Regions from separate parts of the Sus scrofa genome. Here region 1 is linked to region 2. Evidence: chromatin contacts called from public Hi-C data. All regions are on one chromosome and are shown on one strand. Each heading gives the region's core, a stretch centred on a gene start, on an enhancer-like site or on the middle of the called end of the contact. The rest is flanking DNA. Distances are from core to core; before and after follow the strand shown. Region 1 holds the start of BLVRB (flavin reductase (NADPH)). Region 2 holds the start of ZFP36 (zinc finger protein 36, C3H type, homolog (mouse)).

Evidence for each region. A called contact is a pair of places that touch in the nucleus more often than the background predicts.
Region 1: a contact with region 2 is called in a Hi-C map of liver, with 4 times the contacts expected there. The contact joins the promoter of BLVRB here to the promoter of ZFP36 in region 2. A contact is called at or near these places in 1 of 47 Hi-C or Micro-C datasets (liver) and 1 of 2 datasets of contacts at active chromatin or transcription factors (alveolar macrophages).

What each region holds. Positions count from the first base shown.
Region 1 is chr6:48,726,522-48,730,742 of Sscrofa11.1, reverse strand. BLVRB (flavin reductase (NADPH)) reads left to right here and starts at 2,310. Exons shown (of 5, transcript XM_003355917.4): 1 at 2,310-2,489. The coding sequence starts at 2,411. It overlaps SPTBN4 (spectrin beta chain, non-erythrocytic 4), which reads right to left and starts at 904. Exons shown (of 36, transcript XM_021094394.1): 1 at 787-904.
Region 2 is chr6:48,060,686-48,065,265 of Sscrofa11.1, reverse strand. It overlaps ZFP36 (zinc finger protein 36, C3H type, homolog (mouse)), which reads right to left and starts at 1,534. Exons shown (of 2, transcript NM_001168419.1): 1 at 1,480-1,534; 2 at 1-666. The coding sequence starts at 1,503.

The DNA of each region.
Region 1 (4,221 bases), core at 1,061-3,560, 660 kb before region 2:
CAGTTTGTTCATCTGTAAAATGGTAATAATAGTGCCCATTTCCTAGGGGCGTTTGAAGATGAGAGCATTACTAATGCAGGGAACATGGTATCTAGTACACAGCAAGCCCCCGATTCAGGGGCCTTGCTATTATTATCCATCCTCTAGTCACATATCTTAGCAATTAAAGTGTCTGTGCTGGAGTCAGACAGAAATGAGTTCAAGCCCTGCTTTATTCTTTCTGTATCTTTAAGCCCCATCATTTTTGACTTGGCTTCTCTGTGCCTCAGTTTCCCTCCCTGTCAAATGGTGAGCACAGCTGTTTCCTCCATGGAGGGTACTTGGGAGATGGAGAGACACTTAGCACTTTGGGAGCTCTCAGGCCCGCGAGGAACAGCCTTGGCCATTACGTGATTCAACAGAGAAGGAAGGGAGAAGGCGGTGGGGGAGGTGGACGGGGGTGTCCAGCAGCCCCAGGAAAGCCTGGCCCGGTGCGAAGCTGGGGATGGGACCTGGAAGCGGATGCTTTAACCCTTCCAAGGCCGCGCCTCTCTCTCCCTGCAGTCCAGTCACCGTCCTCAAGGAGGGGGCCTGGGAAGGACAAGGCTTGGGTGGAAGACCCACGCACGGCGCGGAGGCTGGACGGGGTTGAGGGCTGGGGGCTCCCTCTGCCATTGACCCTCCACCTCCCCCAGCCGTGGAGACCCTGAGGGGTCAGGCCAAGCCCAGCGTGCGCGGGGAAGGGATGCTCGGGCAGGTGGGGAGATGCCGGAGGGAGGGACTATCCGCCCCCACGCCACCGCTCACCTGGGCCCGCGGCGGCCGGTGCCGCTGTCCCCGCTGCTGGCAGTGCCCGACTGCCCTCCCTGTTGGTGTCCGCGGCCCGGCCCGGCCCGGCCCGGCCCGGCTCTGCTCGGCCCCACCAGCCCCGCCGCTCGGCCAGATCCGCATGCGCCGCCGCCGCCGCCGGCGCGCCTCCTCCGGCTCGCGCGGCCGTCGCGCTCGGCGCGCCCCCGGACCCCCTCCCGCCCGCGGTCTCCCGCCAACCCCGGCCGCCCGCGGCGCTGGCCCACGCGCGGTCACACACCCGGCCACAGCGTGCGCTGCACAGCTGCAGGGGCCGGTGGTAGCGTCACACACACACATTCCCACGGGGTCGCACACTCCCACACGGCCACACACATACGGGGTCACATACAGCGTCACAAATACTATTCATATCCACACGCTCACGCTGTTACCCCCTTACATGGGGTCACGCAGGGTCAAATATTCAAACTGTCTCACGCAGTCACAAGCTCACACGAAGTCGCGCCCTGGAACAGTGCCCGACAGCGTCACACACTGTAGAACACTCGAATAGTGCCACCACCATTCACTTGGAGTCATATACAAACACACATATGTCACACACTAACATGGGGTCACAAAGAGTGTCATACACATCACACACAGCTTCACCATCACACAGTGTCACACACTTTTTCACACTCAAACTTGTCACATCAGTTGCACACTCACATGAAGGTCACACATCCTGCACCGTCACACTCATACATCACATAGAGTTCACAAATAGAAACACAACAGTAACACCCACAGCCACACTCAAATGGTGTCAGTGTCACACACCTCACATGACACATGCAGTGTCACACACTGTCACACTCTGAGTCACATACTCGCATGTAACACATCGCACACGTGTTCCACACTCACACAATATACCCCAGAGTCATGGATGCACACAGCATCACAGACTGACACACTGTCACTTAGTGACACTACAAGGTCACACAATAACTTGCCACACGTAGCGTCACACAGTCTCACACTGTAATAAGGTGTTGTACACAGCAGATGGCACATGGTGTCACCCACAATTATGGTCTCCCTTGGGGTTGTTTACAGAGACACTCAGGGTCACATGGGCTCACAGACACGCAGTTACACAGTGTCACACCCACACCGTCCTCCCTCCCTTTCTTCCCTTGCAACCTCGAGGAGGCCCTGGGGCTTAGTGTGAATCTCCGATCTGCCTTGTGGCCCAGAGAGAAGGGGCGTGAGTGAGGAGAGAGCGGTGGGCGTGGCCCGAGCTCGCCCCGCCTCCCCCTGGGAGGCTGGAGCGCGGAGGCGGAGCCCCGGGGCCACTTGAATCGATGGCCGGATACAGCCACGCCTCCCAGTCTAAGTGGCGGGCCCAGAGGGCGGTGCTGGCCCGCCCCGCCCACCCTATTCTTAGCTGGAGGCGTGGCCTTTTGGACTCGCTCCTCAGCCTAAGCCTGAGGCTGGAGGTGGGCTGAGGCGTGGCCCTCGGGGCGGCCCCGCCCCGTTCCTCCCGCTAGGGAAGGACGCAGAGGGCGGCCCAGCAGCCAGTCGGTTCCCGCGCGTCCTGTGACTCCGCGGCCTCGCAACCCTACGTCCCTGCAGCATGTCTGTCAAGAAGATTGCGATCTTCGGCGCCACTGGCAGAACCGGGCTCACCACCCTGGCGCAGGCGGTGCAAGCAGGCATGAGCTGGGGCGGGCATGGGATGTCACCGGGTGCAGGGCCAGAACTTTAGGAAGGGACATCATGGGACCCGGTGTGCCTTGGTGTGTGAGGACTCAGGGGCAAAGCAAGTGGCCACGGGGGCAGAGGTTGGGGACAGTATGAGGTCCAATTTTATGTGAGTCCAAGGGAAAGGAATTGGCCCTGGGAGGCTAGGGGACTGTGGTGACAAGTTTAAATCCAATGCTCTTATGAAATGCTGTTATGGTGGTGGTGGTGGTGATGGTGGTGGTGGTGGTGGTGGTGGTGGTGGTGGTGGGCGGTAGTGGTTTGCACACCCAGCAAGGGCTTAACTAAGCCAGGCATGGGACTCCCAGCTCTGCCTTCTCTTCATTTGTATTAAATAGTCCCAGCTCTCAGGTGAGATGGGAACTAGTATCACCTCACTTGACAGATGAGAAAACTGAGGCCCAGAGAGTGACTTGTCCACTGTCACCCAGCCAGAAAGTGGCAGTGTTGTTATTTGTACCCAGCACATGCTCTCAGCTGCTAAAAGTTCTTGGTTTGGACACCAAGGCTTAAAGTTCAAGAGGCTGGGGAGTGTGTTGCCGTGAGCACCTGATGGAAGGTAGGTCACTGAAGACTTGGGGACACTGGTCCTAGGAAAGCCAACGAGGGCTGAAAATATGGAGTTGCTCCAGGAAAGGGGATAAGCCATCCCCTGCCCCCACCTTGCAGAGTTCACCAACCCCCAGTGGAGGCTGGCTCTTCCAGATAAACGGTCCCACCCTTGCTGGTCTTGGTGATGCTGAAGATATTGACTATCTGGGTGCCCCCAAAGGGTGGAGGCTGCCAGGATCCTACTCTCAGCTGTCTCCTAGCCCAGCTCTCCCTTGCAGGGACTCTGCCTGAAAGTTCCCCATTAGGCCTGCAGCTCTCCCCCTTCCCCAGGAAGACCTAGGGAGGATCTTGACTTGTGGGGAGAGGGGAAACAAATTTGCTGATACACGTTTCTAGAGGAGGAAGTAGAGGACGAAGTTGAAAGGTGCTGAGTCACCCTGATGATCCAGATTTCCACGTGACTACCTCTCCCTTAAACCAGGATTCTGTGGAATTTCATTTATCCACACTGCTGGTCACAGCCGGAACTACACCTGCCTTCTCAGTGACTCTGCCAGGTCCCTTCAGAGCTACGGGCGAGCCAGAACCTCGCTGTCCCCATCCAAAACAGGAGGGGCTTAAATGAGCTGAGCTTTTATTTAGCTCATTGATTCTGTAGGGCTGAGTTCTGACTAGCACAGACTCTGGTGCCCATCTGTCCACTTTCAAACCCCAGCTCTACTGCGTACCACCGGTGTGGTCGGATGCCTTGTCATCTGTGTACCTAGATATCTGCAAAGAGGGGATGGAACTAGTGGAACTTGACCTTGGGCTCTTGTGATGATGAAATGAAGTCATATATGGAAAATACCTCAAAGGGTGCCCAGCATATAAAGGGCACTTAATAGGCACTCCTTGGCTGAGTGAACTCAGATTATAGCTGTGTGGTCCTGGCCTGATTACCTAAAATTGCCTCAGTTTCCCCCATCCTCAAAATGGGCATATAATACAACCTACTTTGTGGGATCGTTGTAGTCTGCAGCTTTTCAAACTATGGATCCTAGTGCAGTTCTGAGATATATTTAATTGGTCACAATAATATCAATGTATCACATGTTAAAATGGGTTTTATGAAACTTTTGTTTGAGTTAT
Region 2 (4,580 bases), core at 285-2,784:
AGAAGGTGAAAGTGGAAGGTCCCCAGGTGGTGGTGGTGGGGAGCTGGAGGGCGAGAAGGAGCATGAGGACAGGGAAGGGCCTGCTAGGCCGGGTGGTGGTGGCGAGGTTCGGCGACCGGAGGGCAGGCCTGAGAAGCTGATACTCTGGCGCAGCACATGCGGGTGACCGGGGGCAGCCAGGTCTTCGCTGGGGTTGTGGATGAAGTGGCAGCGAGAGCCGTAGGGGCAGCGGCCCTGGAGGTAGAACTTGTGGCAGAGTTCCGTCTTGTACTTGGGGTGGCGGCTGGCCTGGCGCAGCTCGCCCAGGCCATGGGCAAACTGGCACTTGGCCCCATAGCGGCAGCGCCCGCTCTCTGAGAAAGTCCGACATAACTCAGTCTTGTAGCGGGAGGAGGTGGTGGGGGTCGAAGTTGGCGAGGTGGGTGAGGGCGACAGTTCAGGGCCTGGGCGGGGAGCCAAGGGTGCAAAGCCTGGGGGTGGGGGCACCCAGCCGCAGCTGCGACCTTCCACCAAGCTGGTGGAGCGACCAGGTAGGCGGGCAGCGACCCCAGCCGGGCTGGAATCGGATGAGTTGAGGCTCCACAGTCCCGCGGTGGCCCAGCCCGGGCTGGACTCAGTCTCTCCGTGGTCGGAGGATGGCAGGTCAGGGCTCAGCGACAGGAGGCTCTGTGGGAACAGGGATGGGTTAAGACACCGAAAATACAGGGTGACGCCCCGCCCCCAGCTGCAGAGCACCTAAAAGCTTGCCAGTCCGGTTTGTGGGTTCCTGGCTAGAACTCCACCCGCCCGCAGGAAAAAAATACGGGTTCCGGATCGCAAGAATCTCGATTCGGAGGTTCTGAGTTTATATTCGCGACTTAAGCTCATCCCGAGGGGCCCAGGAATCCCGGCTGCCCGGCAGGATCAAGTCAGGACACACACCGCTGTCTTCCAATTTTAAGCCTCTGGGCCTCTCGGGATCTGACTACACTCATCGGGTTCTCCAGTTTCACAAGTTGGAGACGCGAACAAAGTTAACCCAGGAGTGCGGACCTCTTGGGTTTTAGAGTTCCCAGAGTCGTCCTCTGGGTTAGGGAGTGGGGAAGCAGAAGTCGGCTTCCCCTCTCCGAGACTCTAGCCCCAGAAACGCCTCCGCGCAAAACCGCGCCCTCAGCAACTACTAGGGGTAAGCCAGGTGTGGGGCCATTTCCGCCTCCAGACAGCCCCAGCCTGAGAAAAGCCCTCCAGCTTTCCACTTCCGAAGGCCAGCCCACCCGTGTTTGGGCTGAGACCACAAAGTCACGGGCTCCATTTTCACCTCCAGAGGATCACACTGGTCTGAGAAGAGGCAGGATCCTCCCGGCCGGAGTGCGAAGCGCTAAAGAGCTTAGTTTGAGAAGGGAGCCAGAGTCCCGGGAGGGAGTTTGCGGCGCTAGAGGGTGAGACTTGAGAAAGGAGTCAGGCATGGGGACTCCGGGGTGCAAATCAGCGGGGGCTCACCTCGTAGATGGCGGTGAGATCCATGGCGGCGCAGAGGGCCGAAGGCTGAGGGGCCGGCCAAGAGTGGGAGCGCTGAAGTCAGGCTACAGCGGGGCCCGCACAGTGGCTGCATTTATTCAGCAGGAGGGGGCGTGGCCTCGAGAGGGGCGGGCCTGGGCGGGCGGGGCCAGGAGGGGCGCTTCCCGGACGCACCGCCCCAGCACAGCCCGCCCGGCCCAGGACCAGTCCCCTTCCGCCCGGCTGCGGGCCGGGACTTGCCTGATCCGGGTCCGCGGGCGATCGCGACCCCGCGGGGAGTGTGTGGGGTGAGGGGTGTCGGCCCAGTTTTCAAAGCTGGAGCCTGAGGCGCGGAGAAGGGAACTGGGACAGAGGTGGGGGCGGGGCAGGGCCCCTGGGGGAATTGACCGGGGCAGAGGCCAACGGACGGGGGCGGGGAGAGGCCCACTGAGTGCAAAAGACAGAAATGGAGGGAGGCAAAAAGACAAACACTGGGAGACAGACAGACACACACACACAGAGACGCACACAGAGGGGAGACGGGTACAGAGAGGGAGAGGGGGTAGAGAGAAGGAAGGTGGGGAGGCAGAGATAGAAAAGACGAGATATAGACGGTCCCAGACGGCAAATTCAGAGCAAGAAGTGGGGGGGGGGCACATAAAGAAACAGAGAAAAAGGGAGAAGGGAGGGGGGGAGAAATAAACATCCACAAACAGAAATTCTCAGGAGCAAGATGAAGAGACCAATAGGCCCGATGGAGAATTCTTTTGAGACCTGCCAGCCTGACATGGTCTCGCTCCCAAATTATCCAGGTCCCAAGACCTGTACCGCCCCACTCACGAGGGTAGGAGGAGCGCTGCCCCGACACCTGGCTGGAAAGGGGCCTCTTTCCCCAGTTCCAGGGCTTCTGTGACCTCTCACCCTCAAATATATAATGGCAATTCTAACCGCTACCTCTGGGTTAGGCATGAAAGTGCTTTACGTACATTAACTCAAGGAGGTATTATGCCCATTTTCTACACAAGGAAACCCAGGCACAGAGAGGCCAAGTTATTCTCCAATTAGTAAATGACAACAGCTTAATAACAGGGCCTTGAATTATGTTACGAGTTTGCACTCCGAGAAGCTCAAGATAGGAAAAGGTTGGAGATCTCTTGTTATGGTGGAGGGTTTTCTTGGTGGAAAGCCGTCTGGAGGTGGAAAAAGTGGGTCATCATCAGCTAATAGTCGGATGGGTCTCAAGAAAAAGGGACGTGCCTTGAGAGAACGCTAAATTTGCACAAATCACTCCCCCTATTGGCAAATTTTTTACTGTCAAGGGGTTGCCCTGCATGAAGCTCAAGATAAGGAGAAAAAACTAATTTTTAAAGGGGGTCTTGGTGAGCTGGCTGCCCTGAGTGAAAATAAGAGGGGTAGAAAGAAATCATTGCCACGCAGTTATCATGGTGGAAAGTTCATTCTTGCAGGCTGCCCCTGCAGACCGCGGGTTTGTATTGAGGTGGGGAGATTCTGCTAGGCACGCCGACTAGCTCGGCCGACAGAGCTCGGGGGAATCCCTGGTGCGGCGCCTTCTGGGGCCGAGGGGCCTTCCTGGCCGGTCCCGTGAGCTGGGAGTCTGCGGGCGGCTCTGGCACGGTTGCAGCCTCCCTCTCGCCTGTGACTCACTCGCAAGGGGCGGGGGAGGAGGGGGGCTTCCTGGAAGCCGTGACGAGGAGGCTCGGCCCGGACGCCCGGGTTCCTCTCTGTAACCAGGGCTTCTGTAGCCTGTAAACAGAGGCTTGAGGACTACGGGAAAAGGGGGAAAGGGGAGGTGCCTGGCACCCGCCGCCCGTTTGTGCTCCAAATCCCTGTGTCGCTAGTACGGCTCAGGCGGCGGGAGCACGAGAGGTGGGGGGCACCCTGGAGTCCCCGGTGTCCGGCTCGGCTCTGGCAGCGATCCCGATGGAGGGATCCCAGTTTCGATTCCCTGGAGACAGGGAACATTTCCCATCCTTGAGTCAGGATGACCCCCTCCCCTCTCCCATCTGCTGAGTCATCGGCCCGAGAACCAGGTCGCTCTGATTGGGCGACTCTCGCAGAGGCTGGAGGGGCCTCTGCGCGTTGAAGGACGGACCACCCATCGAAACACTGACGCGGGGTTGTGGTCGGGAACCAAACCGGGGCCTCGGCCCCGGCTTGCTCAGCACTAGGGGTCCAGGTCGCTAAGCAGCCTCCAAGCTTAGACCCTGGAGACCCAGCCCCCAGCCCCCTGCTTCATCAGACCCAGGAGTCCGAGCCCCCAGCCTCTCCTCCCTCCGATTTAGGAGTCTAGCTCCCACCTCCCATCCCCCTCCCCCGCCCCGTCCAGGCCTCCGGCTTCCCAGCCCTGGAGGAAGTTCAAGGCTGGACTCCGCCCCGCTCCCCACGTAGCCAGCGGGAAAATCCGTGGCTCTGGCGAAGGCCGGGAATCCCCTCTGGAATGACGGTGGGGAAGGGACGGCCGGGGTCCCCCGCGGGGCGCAGGGGGGGTAGGTCCCGCGCGGGCAGACCTAGGGGGAAAGGGGCGGAAACCAGAGAGGCTAAAAATACTGCGAGCGCTTCCGGCCTAGGGGGGAGGGGAACGGAGAGCAGAGTTTCCAGAAAAACAAGCGGGGACGGGAAACGCGGGGGTGTGAGAGCCGGTGCGAGTGCGCGGGCGAGCTGGGGGCCGTGTACTCGCGGCACGTGTGCCAGGGCCGCGCGTGTGCTCGGCGTGATTGAGCGGGCGCGGCCGGTCAGGCGGCGCGTGTACCACACTGTGAACAGCGTGTGCACCGCAGGCGTGCAGGGGGGGCTCCCTGGCTTGCCTGGGTGTGCGGTTGGGAAGGAGGTGTGGGACCCTGGTGCTCCCACGTTCCTGTGTGAAGGTTGTGTCCTCACAACCCGCCTGACACAGCCCCAAGAGGAAACGCGTGAGGCCGCCTCTGCAGGTGTGATTGACCCCACTGTTTACTCCAACCGTCCCTGGGCTGGGAGAGTGTACTCAGCTGTGACTGTCTTTGAAGTCGCCTCGGTGAGAACGTGTGGCTCACATACCTACCCGCACATCTGTGTGTAGCTCTGAACCCCCGTGGGGTCTGGAGTGA